Regions from separate parts of the Mus musculus genome. Here region 2 is linked to region 1. The links are chromatin contacts, called in public Hi-C maps. All regions are on one chromosome and are shown on one strand. The core of a region is the stretch at or near the end of the contact, and the rest is flanking DNA. Distances in the headings are between cores, read along the strand shown.

Region 1 (5,218 bases), core at 2,065-4,564:
CCTTGAAGAAGGGCATCAGTAAGCTCTTATGCAGGCACTGTTTATTTCTCAGTCTAGTGCCCCTTACAGCAGTCTTTCTAGGCTATTGAGTGCAGTATAGGCTCAGGGCAGAGACTCTTGATGTACCACTAGAGTATATACGTCTTTCACTTGGGGAAACTAGGTCACTGGGTCACATGGCCATGTGTACTGCACATGCATGTGGGTGGAGGCCAGGGGTCTGCACTGGATGCCGCTCCTGACACTTTTCCACTTTGTTTTTCAAGACAGAGTCTTCCTCTGAATGTGGACCTCATCCACTCACCCAGATGAGCTGGCCAGGAAGCCCATGGCGACTGGAACTACAGGGGTAGGCTGCCACACCCAGTTTTTTATGTGGGTCCCAGAAATCATATCAATTTCTCTTGCTTGTACAGCACATACTGAACCAATTCAACATTCTCTCTGCCCCCATTATTTGGGAAAACTAGATCTTCGATAAAACATAAGGCAGCAGGCTAGTAAGTGGATAGCAGCTCAGGAGAGAAATCAGCCTTTGTGGACTGTGAGTTAGACTCTGCCACCTAGAAATTAAGACTCGGTATCCCCACTTATAAAGTAACAGTGGGAACAGACGCTACATGTCCCTTATACGTTGCTGTGGTCGTTTGGAAGCCCCCTCAGCTGCAGCTGGTGTAAAGGAGATTTTACACAACAGAGCCTCTCTGAAAGGAATTGCCATAAACTGCAAACTACATCTGAATCTGTGAGTGCCAACACTGTTTTATATTGAACCTAAGCCCTAATAGTTCAATTTCTTGAAAATGATCTGGAAGTTTGGGAACTTTGCAAAGCTTCCAAACAAGCACGAGTTACAAGACTATATTATAAACATCATGTACAGTGAGACTAGGTAGCAGGGTGTGTTGAAAATACAGCAAATTATAACAATGTCATAGATCTCCGAAGTCTGGTCATATCACAAGCTTCCTTCCTTACTTCATGAAAGCACTGGTGTTGGAGTCTCTGCCCTTCAGGATGGCAACATGGCTTCAAATTCCTGCTAACGTCTTCTTAGCATCTAGCACTCAACTTTTCAAGCCATCTTACTCAAAAGGCTAAACAGGCCACCGCTTTTAACAAATTCTCCGTAGGCTGAGCCAACAGACAGAGCGTGCAAAGAGCGGTGCTACACGTGGTCTTTACCAGCATAGCTGCTGTTCCCTTTACATACAGACATCCTGTTGGCTGGTGTTTTGTTTTGGCCTCAAGCTCCTCCTCCCAAAGGCTGGGAATGCAGACATGCACCACCATAACGTTCTAGGATTGAACCCAAGGCCTTGTACAGGCAAAGCACTACCAACTCCATACCCTCAGGCCTCTTGGTCCCCACTGACATCTCTGATTTTATTGACTCTTTCCATATGTGTACAGATCTTCCTCTTTTTTAATTCTCTCTTCCCTCCACCCCACCCCCAAAACTAGCTTGATTCCCTGGCTCTCTCTCCTCTTTCCTAGCTTTTCTTTAAGCCACGTTGTCTCAGATAACCATATTCGCTGCATACCAAGTTCAGATGTGACAAAATACCCTATTAGGAAAGAAAATTCCTTTAGAAGCAGTTCACTAAAGTTTGAATCTTAAGTACTGCTCAAATGTGGCAAAAGACTGGCCCGGCCACATCCAACCTAAGACAGTGGTCGCTAACCTTCCTAACGCTGTGACCCCTTAACACACTTCCTCATGCTGTGGTGACCCCCCAACCACAAAATTATTTTTGTTGCTACTTCATAACTTTAATTTTGTCACTGCTATGAACCATAACCTGCTGTGTTTTCTGATGGTCTCAGGTAACCCCTATGAAAGGGTCACTTGGCCCATAAAGGGGGTCATGACCCAAATGTTGAAGATGTCTGACCTAAGTGCAAAGCTAGAGCAAGATCAGGTCACAGAAAGGCCTGGGAGGCCCTGGCTCTTCTGTCAGATGCTCCCCTCATGCTGTGCTGCCTGTCACTGGCCCAAAGCACAGGAATAGCCAATCACTTTCAAAACCCAGGCAGGATGTCTCATCCCTTTACAGGCCAACATCTCAGGCATTCAGAATGAGCTAGAAAGCTTCTAGCTAAGGATGGAACTGTACCACGGCAGAGTCGATGGTTAGGCTTACTATCTCCACAGATGGGAAAAGGAATGCATACAGATATTTAAATTTGTCTAAATGGTCACAGAAAGGATACGATTATGGAGAACACTAAAACGAAGCAGGTGGTTTAATTCATGTTTAAGTCATGTATCAATGTATGCACCGAGTTTGTCAAGCAGCACTATTTACTTGCAGTGCTTTGGTCCAGTGTAGAGAATCTACCTAGCATGTGCAGTGCCACAGGTCTAAAAACAGTACTGCCAAAACCCAGACATATGTACATTTATATGCGTGTACATATTGTATAAAGATTATAAAAATATTGCAATTCAACAATAGCCTTTCTCTACTATATCAAGAGTCACCCTTCAAAGCAAACTATACCAATAAACAAGGGAAGGCATGCATTGCCTTAAGCTAAATGCTGACAAATGTACTATGTGGACACTGCCAACAGAGTCTATAAAAGGAACGCTAGCATTCCAAGAAATTCTTACTCCACCTGCACTGACTGGCCACACTGTAGGGAGAACACAACTTAGGATATAATAGATTCATCCAGCCCCTGCCTCCAGAGTGTTATTACCCTGGCAGAACCTCCTCCAGTTCTTCACCTTAGAAAATTCCTGCTGGACAAACTCCAGGCTGTCACAAGCTTGGAGAGAAAAGCCACTGTCCTATTCCTGGCTCTACAGGGCATAAGCCTTTTGCCAAACAAGTCAGGCTTATAAAACAAACACAGGGTTTAGAGCACCAAGACTGAGCTGTAACGTAAACTAGGGACTTTGGGAAACCAAGGGGACATACAGACTCATGAGGTATAAACTGGTCTCTGTGCTGAGGGATGCTGTCCAAGAGAGAGCATGGTGACATGGCAAGACACTGATGTCATTAGGAAAGCTGATCCTGGGAGGACGCTGATCATCACATTAGATAATGATGACCGCAGGAGGAGGCTGGTCACCATGGGAGAAAGCCAGTCATCACTGGGGAGGGTACACTTCTGTGGGAACAGAGCATATGGAAAAAGTTTCTGTTTTTCTATTCAGTTTTGCTATGAGCTCAAAATTACTCTTTTAAAAAGCCTTTTGTTTAAGATAAAAATTAAAAATGAACAAAGCGGCGCTGTCCACCCTTGCCTCAGTAAATAGATGTTCAGTGAGTAATGTATGATGAAGTCATGTGGGTGGAAAACCCTCAAACAAAAGCACAAGCAACCCCAGGCCCTGGGCCACCATCACAAGCCACACGCTGAACTCAATCTCCTACCAGCGTCGTATCACCAAGAATTAAGGGGTATAATTTTCACTTTACTTTTTTCAATTTTATTTTTGAGAACATAATTACATCATTTCACACTTCGCTGTCCTCCCTCCAAACCTTCCCATATATGCCTCCTTACTCTTTCAAATTCATGGCTTCTGTTTTCATTACTGTTTTTACATGCATATAAGCATACACATATATAGTCCTAAAGATGAATAGGTGCCCTGCTCTTACTGTAAAGTGTTATTTGTGTGTGTGTTTTCAGGGCTGACCACTGGTATTAGATAACCAATGGTGTGCTCTTCCCCGGGGAACACTTTTCCTGCTTTGACATTCCTTAGTTGCCTGTAGCTCTTTGTATACCTTATAGGGTTGAGGCTTCATGAACTCCCCTCCATATAATTTTTATACTCTTCAGAGGGCATTACTTACAATTCTTCCAAGTTCATCCTGGCAGAATCACACCTATGAGCATCCCAAGACTTAGTTACAAACATCGAGAAAGCCTACAATCCATTTGCATTAGGCCTAATGTTAAAGTAATCGTGGGCTTTCTACACAATAGGATACTGTTTTGAAATGAGAAGGTTAATATTACTGAGCCTGTGTCTCCTTCAAAATTCACATGTTGAAGTACTAGTCTCTGGTACCCAAAAGTGTGACTTTATTTGGTCTTTAGAGGGTAGGGTTTTGAACAGGATCATTGGAACAGCCCTGAACACAGGGGCTTGTCAGAGTCACAGGGACTGCCATGTAAGAAGACTCTACAGGGGTCATTTAGAAGACAACTTGCCAAAATCTTACTCTGGGGCTTTTCACCTCTGGAAATGAGGCATTAGAGTTTTGTTTAAGCCATATGGGTGGTGATCTTGAATGTGGCAGCCCAGGGTAATGTGCTGACACAGGCTATCTATGCAGAGGTTTATACAGCCACATGCGAAGATACAAAACTACTAACATCAACTACCAGGAGACTGGACCTAGATATGGGGAGGGAACAGAAACATCTACTTAACACTCAAGTTTTTAGTGTGTGTGTGTTTCCTTTTTTTGCTTTATTTTGGGGGACAGGATCTTACGAATTCCTGGTTGGCCTCAAGCTCACTGTGTATCTGACAGATCTTGTACTCCTGACTCTTCTCCCAAGGGCAAGTTGGTGCCATACATGGCAAGTGGTCAGGTTTCTTTTCTTTTTAAAGAATAATACAGCACCCTGAGCTTCATGAGATCCAGTCAAAGGAAGGAGGGAAGGGGAAAAGGAAGGGGAAGGGGAAGAGAAAGGGGAAGAAAAGGGAGGAGGGAATGAAAATGAAGTGTTTAGAAAAGCAATGAGGTTCGAAGCTGTTTCTGTCAACAGATTTGCAAACGTGTATAGACATATGTCACTCTCTTCCCTTCTGAAGAACCTTCCTCTCCCCAATCACAACAGCGTCTCTGTCACTCCTGCCCCTTCTCACTGCCCCCCCTTCTCACTGCCCCCCCTTCTCACTGCCTCTCCTTCTCACTGCCTCTCCTTCTCACTGCCCCCCTTCTCACTGCCCCCCCTTCTCACTGCCTCTCCTTCTCACTGCCCCCCTTCTCACTGCCTCTCCTTCTCACTGCCCCCCTTCTCACTGCCTCTCCTTCTCACTGCCCCCCTTCTCACTGCCCCCCCTTCTCACTGCCCCCCTTCTCACTGCCCCCCCTTCTCACTGGCCCTCCTTCTCACTGCCCCCCTTCTCACTGCCCCCCTTCTCACTGCCTCTCCTTCTCACTGCCCCCCTCTCACTGCCCCCTTCTCACTGCCTCTCCTTCTCACTGCCTCTCCTTCTCACTGCCCCCCCTTCTCACTG
Region 2 (5,478 bases), core at 1,608-4,107, 80 kb before region 1:
ATAGACATACAAGCACTTAGAACACCCATGCACATACAATAAAATAAGTCTAAAAAAATGTTTAAGTTAGACATGCATTTATGCATTGGGAGAACCTATATTTACTTAGCCGTGAGTTTTTAGCTGGGTCCAAATGGGACCTCAGCCTAAATCTCCCTGCCTAAGAAAAGTAGGTTTCCAAAGAGCAGAAAACCAAGGCAACCTCCCAGTCCAGAACAGATGGTTTGTCACTAATTGAGAGAGAGAGAAAACAAACAAACAAACAAACAAACAAACAAAAACTAGGTTCCCAGAGTGGGATGATGGGGGAGGGGGGCGCATGCCTATGGTTAACTTTAGCAAACATCTAAAACTTGGGGAACTCACTCAGAGGTACAGCTCTTCCTGGCCCATGTGATGCAGAAAGGATTAAAGCCTTTTGTAGAGAACCTACCCTGGATGGCTGAGGCAGGTTCAAGTACCACACCCATACTTTCAGTATCTATAGTTATGCTCTAGTTTGAAAAGACATCTACTAGGTATGCAAACAAGAGTTGACACAGAAGGCTCTAGGAGCCCAGTCTGGCCTGCAAACACTTGGCTAGTGTAATGGTCAATCTGCATTATCAACTCGGTTAAGAAACTCCTAGATTAATGAAACATAGCTCTGAGAGTGTCAGTGAGGGTTTTTCTAGAGACCATGAAGGGGCAAAATACTCCTGAATCCTGGGCAGCAGCAAACTGGCTGGGACCCAGCCTGGGAAAAAAGGTGGGCAGGAAGTCCACTAGTGCGGGCTCCCCTCTGCCTCCCAGCTGCAGTGAGGGGTGTATCTCACCCCCAACTCCCCACTCTCCACTCCCCCAGCCCTCTCAGAAATAACAAAGCCAGCTGTCTGTGGCCTGCAGTCCAACAGCCCCAGGCAAAAGACACTCTCTTCCTCTTGCAAAGTTTCCTTCACATGTTTTTCATAACAAGAAACCACCACAGCTGACACCTGCGAGCCATCAGGCTGCAGAAAGCCTCACTGGGACCCATGCCACACCCAACCCTCCAAAAGCCCAGATGCTTTGGTGGCCTGCAACTCTCCTGCCACCAGCATCCGAGACTGTCTATCTCTAGGCTTTCCTGCTCAGGTAGTCTCCTAGTTAAGGTTGCTGTTGCTATGATGAAACACCCTGACCAAAGCAACATGGGAAGGAAAGGGTTTATTTGTCTTATGCTTCCACGTCATAGTTCATTACTGAAGGAAGCCAGGGCAGGAACCTGGAGGCAGGAGCTGATGCAGAGGCCATGGAAGTGTGCTGCTTAGTAGCTTGCTCTTCATAGCTTGCTCATCCTGCTTCCTTATAGAGCTCAGGGCTACCAACCCAGGAGTGGCACCACCCATAATGGACTGGACCCTCCCCCTTAGACCACTAATTAAGGAGATGCCTGACAACTGGATCTTATGAAGGCACTTCCTCAATTAAGGCTCCCTAAATTTTGATGACTCTAACTTGTGTCAAGGTCACATAAAAATAGCCAGTGCAGGTAGTATGCTCAAGTACCAGAGAAGCACAAGCCCTTGGATGGTCCCCCACAGAACTAAAGAGAGCTGGTTTGTGGGGGGGAACTTTGTGGAAAGTGTTCTACGTGCCTTCAGCATGGTTAACCTCCAGTCGCCCTCAGGAGAATTCCTTCCTCCTCATCCTCTACGTAAGGTTCCTCTATATCCTAAGTAATGAAGTTACCTTCACCGTATTTTGAGACAGGAGTCCATGAGTCCCAAGCTGGTCTTGAACTCACAAGGAACTGAAGATGGGATACACAAAGCAACTCTATCTGATTCCTGCAGCACTGGGGTTCAAACCTAGGGCCTGAGTGCATACCAGGCAGGTACTCTAGCAACTGCGCCTAAAGGAGTTTCAGGCAAATCCTTATCTCAAGGTCTGCTTCTGAGGGAGCTAGTCACAAGTGAATTACTCACCCAGATTTTACTTAAGCCAGACTTGTGGAATCTCAAATTTGAGTTCTCTCTCTCTCTCTCTCTCTCTCTCTCTCTCACACACACACACACACACACACACACACACTTTTCAGCATCTCTCTGAAACAAAGACATCCTTATCTTTAACACAGGCCTTACTGTCCCAACAAAAGCAGCCCATCAGCCAAGTGTAGTGATGTATGCCCACAGCTCCAGGACACAAGAGCTTGAGGCAGAAAGACTGAGTTCCAGGCAATGGCCTGTTTCAAAACAAAACAAACAAACAAACAAAAAAACAATGCACACAGTCTCTTCCACAGGCAAGAGCAGAGAAAGAATAAAGGCACACTTGCTCAGTCTCTTTCTCTACAGTCTAGGACCCCCTCTGCCTAGGGGATTGTACTGCCCACAGTGGGCTGTGTCTAAATAGTTAACATTGGTAGTCAAATCAGCCCCCCACAGGCATGCTCACAGGCCACTTTGATTTAAGCAATCCCTCATAAATTGATACTTAAAACTTAACCATCAAGATGGTATAGCCGTTCGATAAGTAAATGCTAACTGTGGAGTAAGGAAGTGATATCAATACTGGGTCATTCATTTCCTTGCTTAACCCACTCCCCTCACACATAGCCCTGGCCTGCGACCAATGCCTTGTCTTTTTCCTCCTTCTCCTGTACTGTCCCAGTGAAGCAAGGGACAGCAGGCAGCCAGTGTCTGCTCTGCACACCCTACATGAGTGGATGGTGGCAAAGATGATCTGCCCACCCCTACTCGCCCTGATGAGGCCATACTTGGGTGTTCCACCCTATTTTTCTGCACACTGAGGAAAGCTGCCAGGAACAGGCTCTGCAAACAGCCTTCTTACACAGAAGTGCGTTTCCATCTCATCGAGCACAGCTGTCACGCCTGCTGGCTGACTGAGGTCTGCGAGGCTCACCATGTGCCACCTGCCCAGAGGGCAGATACAATTCACAGGCACGCTCAGCTTGCCAAAACCAATCCCTTCCCAGCTCAGAGATCCACTCCCCCCTCACCACTCACAACCCCCCACCGCATGCCCCAGAGCCTTCCCAACAGTTGTCACCTGCTTTACAGACACCTCAAGTGACAGGGAGCTCTCTTCTACCTGAAGTAGGACGTCTTAGACATTTCTAACAGTGGGCATTGTTTCGCTAAACACTTGATAAGTGCCAGGGACTATTAAAGTGCCAGACCTGTGTGATTCCTTTAGTTAGTGAGAGAACTCTGAAACAGCGACTCATGTGCCCATCCCCACTTGACAGGCAGCTCAGAGGATTAATGACCTTCCCTGACTCACACAGGGAGAGAAGAAGTGGGGCAGGCAGTGAGATTTCAGAGCGAGGCTGTCTTCCACCACAGTCTTACTATTGCTACCCCTCTTCTCTAGTTAGAGGTAGGATGGTCTATCAGACCACTTACTCTTTTTAGATCAAATCTTTCTAAGACTGTAATGAAAGCCACGGCCCCTCTCCTGGCTAACGTGCTTATGCTCACAACACTTTGTATACAACCTCAGGAAGTCAACCATCTCAGCTAAGGACCCCAGCTAACACAGGATGGTTTTGCCTTTGCACAAAGGGATTTTAAGGGTCTTTTTTTATGTCTGGGAGTTTTTCAGCGACAAGGAATTAAAACAACTATGGAGACAAGACTCCAAAGCCAAGTGCTGGGCAGCCATCTTCATTTGTTCCCCCCGATGACGTCATTAAGGAATTGCCAGCCCAGTACAGCATTGAAAATGCCAACCCGCTTTTGACCTGATAATTCGGTGTTGGGATTTGTTTTAAGAAATTATTTAAATAAGATGAAATAAAATAAATTATTTAGAGAAAATGAAAATAAAAGCCACACCCCCAAAAAATGTATAGCAAACTTATCTCAGAGAGAGAAGAAAGAGAAGAAAAAGCTAGAAGGAGCAAAGGGACTAAAAGGCCAGCAAAATAACAGGGCACGTAGAATTAAACACATTCACCAATCAGCTTAGCCAAAAGAACTAACATAAACTTAGGAGGTGGACAGATAGGACAAAGAACACACACACAGTAGTGGCAGTCAATTATGAAGTGACAGACTGAGAGTCTCTGGGGACTTGCTAGGCTCTTTTCATACATCTCCCTAAAAGACCAATCAGAGTAAAAGCAGCTCAGAGGAGACAAAGAGATGGATAGAAACACAGACACACACACAAACACACACACACATACACACACAGAGAGACACACACAAGCACCCACACACACAGACACACACATACACACACACACACACAGAACTATAATGTAATACGCTCTGAAAAATGTCAAGTGTACACCTGTATCACAAAAGCAGGAGGCGGCATCTAAGAGAGTAAGTCAGGTAACAATTTTGGAGAATGATGGTAGCCAAAAATAATGCATTCAACAGAAACTATAGAAGATAAAACATAAGCATTCAAGAAATAACAAGCAACCGTGGACAGTAAAACCTGGGAGAGCCATTCAGTGTGAGCAGGGCCCACAAGGACAGACAAGATAGAAGTTACAGCTGAGTTTCAGCATCTGCTTCCAGTCAGGCGGGGAGGTAGACTCGGGGATGAGGGAAGAGGTCTCTGGGGATCGTGGTGCCCCTATGATGGTTAAACATCCAGGTTCTTTCTGTGGTATCAGAAACTAAAACCAGGGCATCTCCATAACTGCATGCATACTAACCAAGGGTCTGCATTCTCAAAAGACAAGCTAATTACATAATATAATTAGCATTATGGTTTTAGCTCTCACCTCAGGCAGGGGCTTTTTAAGAGGATCATGGACTTAAAAGATAGATCTGGTCCAACCCATTTGGAAAGCAAAAAGGGACCACCTTGACACCCATCTCATAAATATTCATAGAAATTTCTTTAAAATCCACAAAGTGGGCTGCTAAGATCCTTTGGGTCCTTCAGCCTCTCTCGAGGATACTTTCCTTTGCTTTGCTAAACAGACTTCTGCTTATACTGTCGCTTGGCAGAATTCTTTCCTCCAAGAAGACAAGAGCTAAGGAGAACCTTCACCAGGTTACAGATACAGAAGGTTCAGTATCATCCTGGTAGGGCCCACAAGGCGATCAGTCCCCAGAACAGAGCTCACCTGGGCCAGGCAAAGTGTCTGTCCCAGAATGGCTGGGCAGAAGTCCCTTGAGTTCCACAAGAAAAGGGCACCGCCTTCTTCTCCAATCACTCTGGTTGTAGCTATGAAAGTAATGGGTGCTGTGATCAATTTGGCCACACTTTTGGACTGGATTTTACCCCATTTTGAATGTGAGTGAGTGAGTGAGTGAGTAAGTGAGTGAGTGGTTCTCTGCTTGTCTATACAAGGGAAAGCCCATTGTCTGCCTGCTCGCCCAGATCCAATTTGATCATTAATGCCAGTAGTTACACCTGTGACTATAACAATCATATTGGAAAGCCTAGAGACACATGCTCACCAACCACACCATGTACAAGCTGGGGCAGGCCTCTGAAGGTAGCACCCCAAGGCTGACACGTGACCAG

Evidence for each region. Hi-C and Micro-C count contacts between places; a contact is called where the count stands out from the background.
Region 2: a Hi-C map of muscle stem cells shows a contact between it and region 1, with 2.8 times the contacts expected there. The contact joins two enhancer-like sites. A contact is called at or near these places in 1 of 15 datasets of contacts at CTCF or cohesin (large pre-B cells), 16 of 484 Hi-C or Micro-C datasets (B cells, the C10 cell line, the CH12 cell line and 8 more) and 1 of 115 datasets of contacts at active chromatin or transcription factors (double positive thymocytes).

The regions. Positions count from the first base shown.
Region 1 is chr13:92,654,792-92,660,009 of GRCm38.p6, reverse strand. The region is part of intron 1 of Serinc5 (serine incorporator 5); the gene reads right to left. Among named protein-coding and RNA genes, the nearest start is that of Serinc5, 46 kb to the right of the region's middle. Within about 2 kb of position 3,314, at least 49 of the 459 cell types and tissues checked have an H3K27ac peak or open chromatin away from gene starts, as enhancers often do. A contact at or near this core is called in muscle stem cells, where this site is marked.
Region 2 is chr13:92,734,455-92,739,932 of GRCm38.p6, reverse strand. No RefSeq gene overlaps it. Among named protein-coding and RNA genes, the nearest start is that of Gm41018, 30 kb to the right of the region's middle. Within about 2 kb of position 2,857, at least 58 of the 459 cell types and tissues checked have an H3K27ac peak or open chromatin away from gene starts, as enhancers often do. A contact at or near this core is called in muscle stem cells, where this site is marked.